2 separate regions of the Mus musculus genome follow, and region 1 is linked to region 2. A link is a contact called in public HiChIP or PLAC-seq data. All regions are on one chromosome and are shown on one strand. The core of a region is the stretch at or near the end of the contact, and the rest is flanking DNA. Distances in the headings are between cores, read along the strand shown. Region 1 has its middle 12 kb from the start of Slc35g2. Region 2 overlaps Cldn18 (claudin 18).

Region 1 (4,835 bases), core at 1,385-3,884, 880 kb before region 2:
CCTCGCAATCCTCTACAGCGTGCCCATGTCAGAATGTGTGAGGAATTCATGTACTCATGGCTTCCTCTGCTCCCCACACAAACAAACACGAAGTGAAACTGTTCAGGGGGGAAGAGGGGAGCAAAGGAGATAAGAGGGTATGTGGGGAATAAGCTCTTCATGTATACAAACCTATCTAAAAAGTAAGAAAATAAAGCCAGGCGTGGTGGCGCATGCCTTTAATCCCAGCACTGGGGAGGCAGAGGCAGGTGGATTTCTGAGTTCGAGGCCAGCCTGGTCTACAAAGTGAGCTCCAGGACAGCCAGGGCTATACAGAGAAACCCTGTCTCGAAAAAAAAAAAAGTAAGAAAATAAAACGGTTTTGGGGTGCTGGAAAGGTGGGTCAGAGCTTAAGAGCACTTGTTGCTCTTACAGAGGAGATAGGTTCAATTCCCAGCTCTCACATGGGAGCTTACAGCTGGCTATAACTCCAGTTCCAGGACATCAATGTCCTCTTCTGACATCTGAGAGCAGTCAGTGCACATGTGGTATAAAGATAACCATGCAGGCAAGACAGCCACACACATAAATGAATGAATTAATGAAGAAAGAAAGAAAGAAAGAAAGAAAGAAAGAAAGAAAGAAAGAAAGAAAGAAAGAAAGAAAGAAAGAAAGAAAGAAGGAGAGAGAAAGAAAGAAAGAATAAACAAATAAATGTATGTCTTGATTGTGTTTGTTTTCTTTCTAGAAGCTCATAAAACTTTCCCTAGATACACCATGATGTGGGCCTGGGCTAGAGCCCTTCACTCTTCACACTCTGCAATGTCTTCTTGGATGTTTCTTGAGGATTCTTTCTCTCCTCTGGGCTTTTCGTTCTGTATTTTATTTGTGTGTCGGACTTAGTGCACAGATCTACTTTTCTTGGGTTTTTAGCCTTATATCCTAATTTTTTTAACCCTGTGTTTCATATTACGTAATATTCTTAACCTTTCTAGGTTATTTTAAAATTTCTACTGCTGTCACACTTTGATTATTATATCTATATATTTTCAAGACAGGGTCTTACTAGGTAGCTCTGACTGTCCTGGAACTCACTATATAGACTAGGCTATCCTAGAACTCAGAGATCCTCCTGCCTTTGTCTCACAAGTGCTGTGATTAAAGGTGTGCACCACTACACTACCCCTGGCTTCTTTTTTATCTTTTAAGGTAAAGTTTCACTTATAGCTCGGTCTGGCCTCAAACTTGCCAAGAGCTTAAAGATTAACCTTTAACCCTTCTGTTTCCCCCTCCCGAGGGCTTGCTTCATAGACATGTTTCAAACAGTTAAGGGTCTCTTTGCTCTCCGAATACTCAATTATAAATATCATTTTCCTCCTCTCCTGAATAAAATCCTTCTCTTGAAGGAGTGTTTATGATTAAAGAAGTTGCTTTCTCCTCAGGACAACCTGTTTCCTCAGAGTCAGCTTCATTTGTTGAATTAGACCTCCTAAAACTGTCCTCAGATGCAAAGCGGTGATCTTTGGCCCGTGTTTATATCCAAGATCAGGGAGAGCTACAGAGCTGATAGAAAATCCTGACAGCATGCACTGGGACATGTCCGCTGTGGGTTCCTCTGTACCTAGCAGAAGAAATCACCAGTAAATCTCTATGTCAGAATTTAAGGTCTTTATTTTGGGCTGTCTGGATGCACAGAGAACCTTCTAGTCTCTTAGACAGTTCAGGTCTGGCTGCCAGTATGCTGAGAGCTGAGAAGAGCCTTTGGGAACCTCGTCATAGTTCCGTTTTCAGTCTGCGTTCTCCCTCTCTTTGTCTCCTAGCAAACACATCCAGGTTTTTTTTTTTCCCAAAGATCTTATCTCTGTATTCCGAGAAGACACCAGTGTGCTGCTAAGGGTAGGATGGGGGTGATGGTGGATTACTGGCTCAATGCACAGGGGAAAGGCACCTGGGGATCCGAAAGCCTAAAAGAACAGTCCCCTCCCACCCCCCATCTCCCAGTCCCTGCTCCTTTTATCTCAACCTTTGCTTCTGCCTCACTAACAGAGGTGCCCGTGCTTATAGCACTGAGCTTTGGGCTTTTCAGGAGAAGTAGGGTTGCATGGGAGGACTGACCCACCATCTCTGTGTACAGAGCCAAGGCCTTCACAGAGACAAGAGCTCTCCGATCTAACTATGTATCAGCTTGCAGGTGTATTTGTCATCTGGGGTTCAGGACTGACAAAGATTCTTTGCTTGGCCAAATAGTAGTCAGACTCCTAAATCTTCCCTGGGAACCATTTGTATCCTGTTTGTGAAATTTCGTTTTTTAGTAAAGGCTCTTGCTGGGCCGGTGAGACCGCTCAGCCTGCCTAGCCTACAGTCTGCGTTTGATCCTTGCGTTCCACAAGGTAAAAGGAGAAAACTGATTTCAGCAAGTTGTTCTCTGATTTCCACACCCATGCTACGGCACATGAACGCATACACATGAAAGTAAAATTAAAAATAATTTAAATGAACCTTGCTAAGCCAGCTTAGCAGGAAGCCCTTATTCCGGTATCTGATCTCCCTCAATACCTGATTGGGCCCTTCATTCTCCTCCTCCGTCTCCTAGGTGATGTTTGACTAGATTAGCTTGCCTTCCACAACCCTGTTAGGTCAGCATGGTCAGACTCTCCTCTTATGAGTGAGTTTTCCCTCTCAGTAATTTTCCATCCACAAACCCAGCCCTGCTCCTTGACTACAGACTGCCGGTTCTGGATCTGGAGATAAGCCAAGGTTTCTTTACGTGAAAGGCTGAGATAAGAGGACGGCCAGTTTGATGTCAGATTAGGTTATGTAGTGCAACAAGCAGTGACCGAGAGAGACACAGACAGACACAGACAGATAGACACAGAGAGACGGACAGACTTCATTCATTACAGTGCTCCCCTTACCAACCACAGTGGCCCTGCACAAAGTCATATTTTTTGATAAGTACCATTAAATAACTTTTTCCTTTCTTCCTTTCTTCCTTCCTTTCTTCCTTCCTTCTTTCCTTCCTTCCTTCCTTCCTTCCTTCCTTCCTTCCTTCCTTCCTTTCTTCTTCCCTCCCTCCCTCCCTCCCTCCCTCCCTCCCTTCTCTCTCTCTCTCTCTCTCTCTCTCTCTTTCTTTCTTTCTTTCTTTCTTTCTTTCTTTCTCTCTTTCTTTCCTTATTTATATGTAAGTGAATATGTGTTCAGGTGCCCTCAGAGGCCAGAAGCATCCCCTAGAGCAGGAGTTAACAGGTGGTTATGAGCCACCATGTGGATATTGAGTACCATGCTTAGGTTCCCTGGAAGAGCAGCAAGTGCTCTAACCACTGTGCCATCTCTTCAGGTTTTTCCTTAAATTGGACTCAGCTCAGGACCTCCAGGATGCTGGTCACTCAGGGCCTGTGCTTACCGCTCTACCCCATTCATGTGACCCAGTGAGTTTCTGCTCTAGAAAATATAAAAACTCCTTACTGGTAACTTAGCCTTCCTCAGTGGACTGTTAGAAACAAAGGACGCCTCAGAACCCTTTAGAAGGCTGGGGTGGGGAAGAGCCTAGATCAGGTTTCACTGTACTATTTAAAGGCAGAAGCTGGCAGTTCCATAGGGGTTAATTGCTTTGTTCAAAGTCACTGGCGACCTAGCAGCAGAGCTAACAATAGAACTCAGGCCTTCGGTCCCTGCTCAGGAGCCGCTGCCCAGCACCACCTGCTGTGTGGGCAGCTTGCCAGGCTCCAAAGATCCTTACTGTGCTTTGTAAACTACCTCCAGGCTTAAACAGAGCTCACTCTTGGTGGTTGTTATTATGCATTATTATGCATGATATTAAATACCCAGCGTGAGCAATTACACCTTGCATTTCAAACAGAGGAAGTCTTTGAGGATTAATGGAAAGAGAAAGTCACTATGCATTTTGGAAGTCCAGTGATGCTGGCTGGGTTCGGAGAGTGTTCTGAGGGGCCTGGGGGTGGGCAGTGGTAGCTTCCCAGAATTGCAAAGACAAGAGAATGCAAACGGATGGAAGGAGGTGGGGTGGAATAGGGAGAGGGAGAGGGAAGACGGGAGGGGAGGAAGGAGGGATGATGGGAGGGAGGGCAAGATGATGCAGAAAAGGGGCAGACAACACCAAGATATCCAATACGTCCATGGATCTTAGCCCAGTGACCCATTCCTCATAGCAGATAGTTCGATCACACGCTCGTGTGTAAAATGATGTGTACTCAGCTTGGTACTTTAGGGAGTTAGGTGTTAGATGCTTTAGAGGTTAGGCCTAGTCAGAGAGACCTTCCTGCCATTAGAAGCATGCCCCTGAGAGGGATAATGGGACACCAGCTCCACTTCTTTTGTTCCCACCTACTAGACAATTTTGCTCCATCATGTGTTTCTACCTTGAGCTACTGCTTTGTCACAGGTCCCATGGGGCAACAAGGTGTAAAGACCATGGACTGAAGCCCTCCAAAACCTCCCTTCCACTAAGCTGACGATCTCCGGTATTTTGCTTAGAGAGAAAACTGATCTATGTTAAGTACCGAACACGACCTAAGTCAGCGCAATGACCACACCAAGAAGAACAAGTCCAACCAGGCAGGCTCTGAGGAGATGTATCCTTTCTTCCCCCGGAACAAGGAGAACCACTATCCAGGTGTCTCCGGCAGTCATCTTGGAATTTCAAGGTGAGAGATCTGCCAAGACTGGAACCAACAATGTGGAAGTCAAATGGAGAAACTGAGCCTTGCTCCCACAATTGCAACAGCTGAACAGTATATGGCTTGAAGTCTGGACTATTCATTCACACCAGGGATTACACACCCCCCCCCCCCATTGCTCAAATCCATCTAAATTTCCTTTAATTTAAAAGAATATAG
Region 2 (4,803 bases), core at 411-2,910:
TTATTTCAAGATCCAGAGTTGAGGGAGGGACTTGCATCCCTGGGGTCAAATGACTATCCTGGAGACACTCGTCTGTCATCGCAGGATGGCAGAATTTCGGAGACCATGAGGGCCTTTCTATTGGTTCCTTGGGCTCTTTGGAGAACCCGGGTCTGCTTTGTTCTGAAACTTCCCTCTGAGGTCAGCCACAGACTTCCCCATGTGGAATCCCCCTCTATCCCTTCCTGTCTCCAGTCAGGCAGACCCAGCTGCCTGGAATTGTGGGTTCTCTCTCTGCTCCTCCAAGCCCCAATCCATGGGCCTTTGGTTCTCAGCAAACCACTGTCTTCACAGAGGTACTCTGATACCAGCTCAGTGCTCACAGCTCTGGGCACGCTTTCCTCCTTGAGTATCCCTCAGGACCATTGTCAATGCTTCACTCTAAAAAGTCTTACACTGTGGAACAACCCAGTGACAGGCTCCGAATGAGGCAAGGCCATTGTCATGTCTCTGAAGATTCTGGGCATGCTCAGATGCAATCAGGACTGAGCCCCACACCTTGGTGCCCCTCACCCCTCAATCCACAGCGACTCTTCGGAATGAGAGATTTTGCAACAGAAAGGGGAACTCTGAGTCCCAACCTTTCTGTTTGCTTTTATCAGCCCAGAGTCTTGCCCGCCCTTCTGGCTGATAAGGCAAATTATTCACTGGGAAGAATGTTGTGTCACACCTTTGGTGCAGGGACTCAGAGGACAGAGCCTACTGACTCACGCCTTATCATTTGACAAGCCCTTGCCGTTTGATCAAAATATCAAATAAGAGACTCAGTGGAAAAAGAAAAACCTACGGTTCTGTGTAATTTTTCTGTTTCTATCTAAGCAGAAGGATTTGGATTCCAGAAGGTAGACTCTTCAAGCTAAAAAGGGAGCTCAGATCATCTTCTTGTCTCTCCAAGATCATTATAGATGGTGCAGCACTTGTCCATCCACTTCCTGTCACCTGCCTCCATCACACTAGGGGTTTCTAAGCAGAGAAGGCCTCGATCCATCCATTCAAGCCTGGGTTCCTAAACCCCAAGTCACAAGTCAATGTTATAGTCCTTCAAACCCCATAGAGCAGAGGGGGCAAAAGTAACGAAGAGGTTCAGAAAAATAAGAAGGGGCTCTGGGACATGCTGGAACCCTTACTCAAAGCACGTCCTGCCCACATTGCAGGTCAAGAAAGAGCAAACAAGAAGAAAGAACCCGAAAACCTGGCACAAACCATCTGCCCAGGGCTCCAACTTCCATAGGATCAAGGGAAGGACCACCTTCGTCCTATGTGGTGGTTTGATTGGTTCACTGGCGCCCAGTTGATTCTGTTCGATTGATTCTGGTTGTGTTACCTTAACCAGATGCTTGGCCCAGTGTTTCTCAATATGAATAAATTATGTTGTAATTTTTCTAGCAGCTTAGGAGTTGAAAGATCAAAACTAGAGTAGTTTTTTTTTTAACTTTTAGTAGGATCCTGGGTAGACTGAAAACTTCTAAGAGGCCAGTGGGAGCAAGACAGGGGCGATGTCTCCAGTCCTTTTTTTCTCAAACATCCAGTTTCCCAATGGTAACATGTAAAAGCAGAACAGCCTGAGGATATTTATTTCCAGAGGGTGTGGGCTATCTTACAAATGTCCTCTGAGTCACAGTTCTGAACCACAAAATCACTGTGTCATTCAACTGTGTGTACAAAAGACAACCAGACTCACTCCATGAGTTACTATTACAAAGTTCTCTGGCATTTATTCAGCCAGAGCATTCCCAAGGTAAGAAAAAAATATAAGGCCCAGGACTGTGGAAATAGCCAATCTCTGAACACCAAAGGCTTGAAGGCAGGTCGTTTCTCTGGAATCCCAATATTTGGCAGGCTGAGGTAGAAGAATTGCTGGGAATTCAAAGCCAACCTGGACTACCTGGTGAGTCCAGGGCTATCCTTGGATACACGATGAAATTCTAAACAAAAGGAAAGCAGAAGAAAAATCCCTAAAACATGGTGAATGAACAAATTCATAGACGAGTATGTCGAGGCATCATTAATTCATGGCTACAATAATTCAGTGTGTGCTGCCTCTAAAAACACAAAGACAGAAACAAATACCCCAGTAGATGGCATGAATATGCATTTGCATGTATTGATAAGGAAAGGAACAATGTATTTGCTCTCAGCCACTGGGCGTGGCTCTGGAATACCACAGTATTCCAGGTACAGTGAAAGAGCTAAACCATATTTTACAAGTAGACAGGTCTTAACGCCCCTTCAACACTCATGTGTTCTTTGTGTCTCACTGGAGTTGCCAATTACACTAGCACAGAACCCAACTGCAACCTCAAGATGCCAAACTTCTTAGTTCTCCCAAAAACGATCGGACAGATAACTCACAAAAACTTGTACTGGAAATGGACCACAGCTAGTGACAGTGGCTTACAGAACACTCCTCCCAGCAGAAAAGCAAAGTTAAAAATCAACCTCAAGTTCCTGAGGGAGAGGAGAATTAGGACAAGGTAAATGGAGGTCTGCACTGTTGAGCTAGAGTCAGTGGGATCTCATTTCAGCCATCCAAGAGCCATGATAAGGAGACCACCAGAGCCATAGTAAGAAGGCCACCAGAGCCATGGTAAGAAGGCCACCAGGAAGTTTTTCTGCTGTTTCTTTCTACTCCTGAATTTGAATTTCACCTGGAAATTATTAACTGGTCTATCTGATACTAAGAATAACATCTCTTTCAGGTGACCCCCTCATCGTTAGAACATTGTAGGGCCTAGACATCTCCATACATCTCTAATTGGCTCCTGATTTGGTGCCTAGGGAATAAACAGTAGTATCAGACACACACACACACACACACACACACACACACACACCAGTGGGGCTTTGTTTCTCTTCTCTAAGAAGAAATATTTCCCAGAAAAATAACTCATCAAGATGCTACAGATGGCTATCTTCCCACCTCCCACAAGAAGTGAGATAAAGACTCTAGGAGGTTCCTACTAGCTCAGAGATGTTTATAATGGGCATTTGGTGCTTAGATAATTAGGAAAGAATTTCTATGGTTTCAAACAAGAGAAAAAAGATCTTTCTGTCTGACCTCTGACATTGAAGTGTAGGATGTGGTTCCTGTGGTTGTGGCATCCCATGACGTCACATCCCCTCCCATCAGCAAAGACCTTCAGCAATGATTATGCTTTGGAAACTGTCCAACAATTGATCTTTAAAGAATAACACCAATGAAAATATCCTGCATAATTGAGAATCTCCTGATTTCAATTAAGAGTCTCAACAGGAATGAGTTTCAAAATATGGTTTTTAATGATGTCAGGATAACTCCTTGATCCCAAGGGGGAAAAAAAGCGTTTAGCCCTCTTAAGTAACAGCATGTCTCTCCATATTTTGTAAAGTGTTCACTACTGAAGTTCCATACCCAGTGTGAGGGTCTTGGTGAGTGACTGTTGAGGTGATTTACCGTCTTCCAATAATAAAATGGAAACTGAGTTGGGCATATCTGGAGGTGAGGTAAACAGGATCCAATAGGACCTACACTAACAATTGATTCCAGAAAAGGGACACCGTTGATAAACTGGTCATGTTGAAAGGCTTAATATACAAAAAATAAAGTACTGCTGGTATATTCTTGCTACCTTGATTATCTCATGCCAGACTTAGTGCTGAGTTTCTCTGCAATTTGCTTTCAGTTCCTATGCAAAGAGAAGTAGAATGATGTTTGGGTTACTTGAGTTTCCTGACAACTCGATAAATAATTTATTGATCAAGTTAGACAAATGTTTTCCCTTTCTGGACTCAGATTATAAAATTTTGAAATGATACTAATAAATACCCAGAGCTCTCTTAACGGCACTGAGCCACAATTCTCTCCTTCTATGGGCATCTCTGAGCGTATCTTTCATCCCTCAGAGGAGTTACAAGTGATGCCTTTTGGCATTTCCCACAACTCCACATTTTTGCACAGTGTCAAAGAAAACAGTTTATGGTCTTGACGTCCTCAAAGGGTCCGCGCTGGTTCATTGGGGTTGCTGAGTTTTTGCCGACATAAAACCTACTCAGTGTAGTGATGGTCTGCCTGTGTCATGCCCCTTCTCCTACAGCCATGCTGCAAGCTGTACGAGCCCTGATGATCGTGGGCATTGTTCTGGGGGTCATCGGTATCCTCGTGTCCATCTTCGCCCTGAAGTGCATTCGCATTGGTAGCATGGATGACTCTGCCAAGGCCAAGATGACTCTGACTTCTGGGATCTTGTTCATCATCTCCGGTAAACAGACTCCCACTCTCCTGCACCTGCAAATGTCAGAGCAAATTATCCTGATAGAAGAAAAGTGGTCCCTCCCCACTACTGAACAGAGCTCAAGGTGTTTCACACTGGGATTCGAGATCTAAGTGTGTGTGTGTGTGTGTGTGTGTGTGTGTGTGTGTGTGTGTAAGCCAAATTATACTCCACAGAATTCTAACCAGCTCTAAGGACCCTCTTAGCTGCCTCCAACACTATAATAAGAATGTCACAGGCAAACATAGACCTGGACCCTTAAAAAGCATTTTCTAGGTGAAACTCTAGAAAGTGGTTTTAAGGGGAAAGCTCTTGCCATAAACCAAAGATCAGTTCCCAAATGCTTGGGTTATTTGCACTTGGTCTCAAGGTGTGTGGAAGCATCTCTTTCTGCGTGCACACACATGAATCCTTCCAGAATTAAATATCAGTATCTTGCCCACTGTATCTCACAAAGTAGGAATTCAACGGCCAATGGTTAGTCAGCCATTCTGTTACAGGAATAGAATACCCT

Evidence for each region. HiChIP or PLAC-seq counts read pairs in DNA pulled down with a chosen protein or histone mark.
Region 1: a FOXA1 HiChIP or PLAC-seq map of pancreatic cancer cells shows a contact between it and region 2. The contact joins two enhancer-like sites. A contact is called at or near these places in 3 of 39 promoter capture datasets (the 3T3-L1 cell line, embryonic stem cells and hippocampal neurons) and 1 of 115 datasets of contacts at active chromatin or transcription factors (pancreatic cancer cells).

The regions. Positions count from the first base shown.
Region 1 is chr9:100,580,895-100,585,729 of GRCm38.p6, reverse strand. No RefSeq gene overlaps it. Among named protein-coding and RNA genes, the nearest start is that of Slc35g2, 12 kb to the right of the region's middle. Within about 2 kb of position 2,634, at least 93 of the 459 cell types and tissues checked have an H3K27ac peak or open chromatin away from gene starts, as enhancers often do. A contact at or near this core is called in pancreatic cancer cells, where this site is marked.
Region 2 is chr9:99,698,283-99,703,085 of GRCm38.p6, reverse strand. It overlaps Cldn18 (claudin 18), which reads left to right. Exons shown (of 5, transcript NM_019815.3): 2 at 4,113-4,277. Among named protein-coding and RNA genes, the nearest start is that of Cldn18, 9.4 kb to the left of the region's middle. Within about 2 kb of position 1,660, at least 48 of the 459 cell types and tissues checked have an H3K27ac peak or open chromatin away from gene starts, as enhancers often do. A contact at or near this core is called in pancreatic cancer cells, where this site is marked.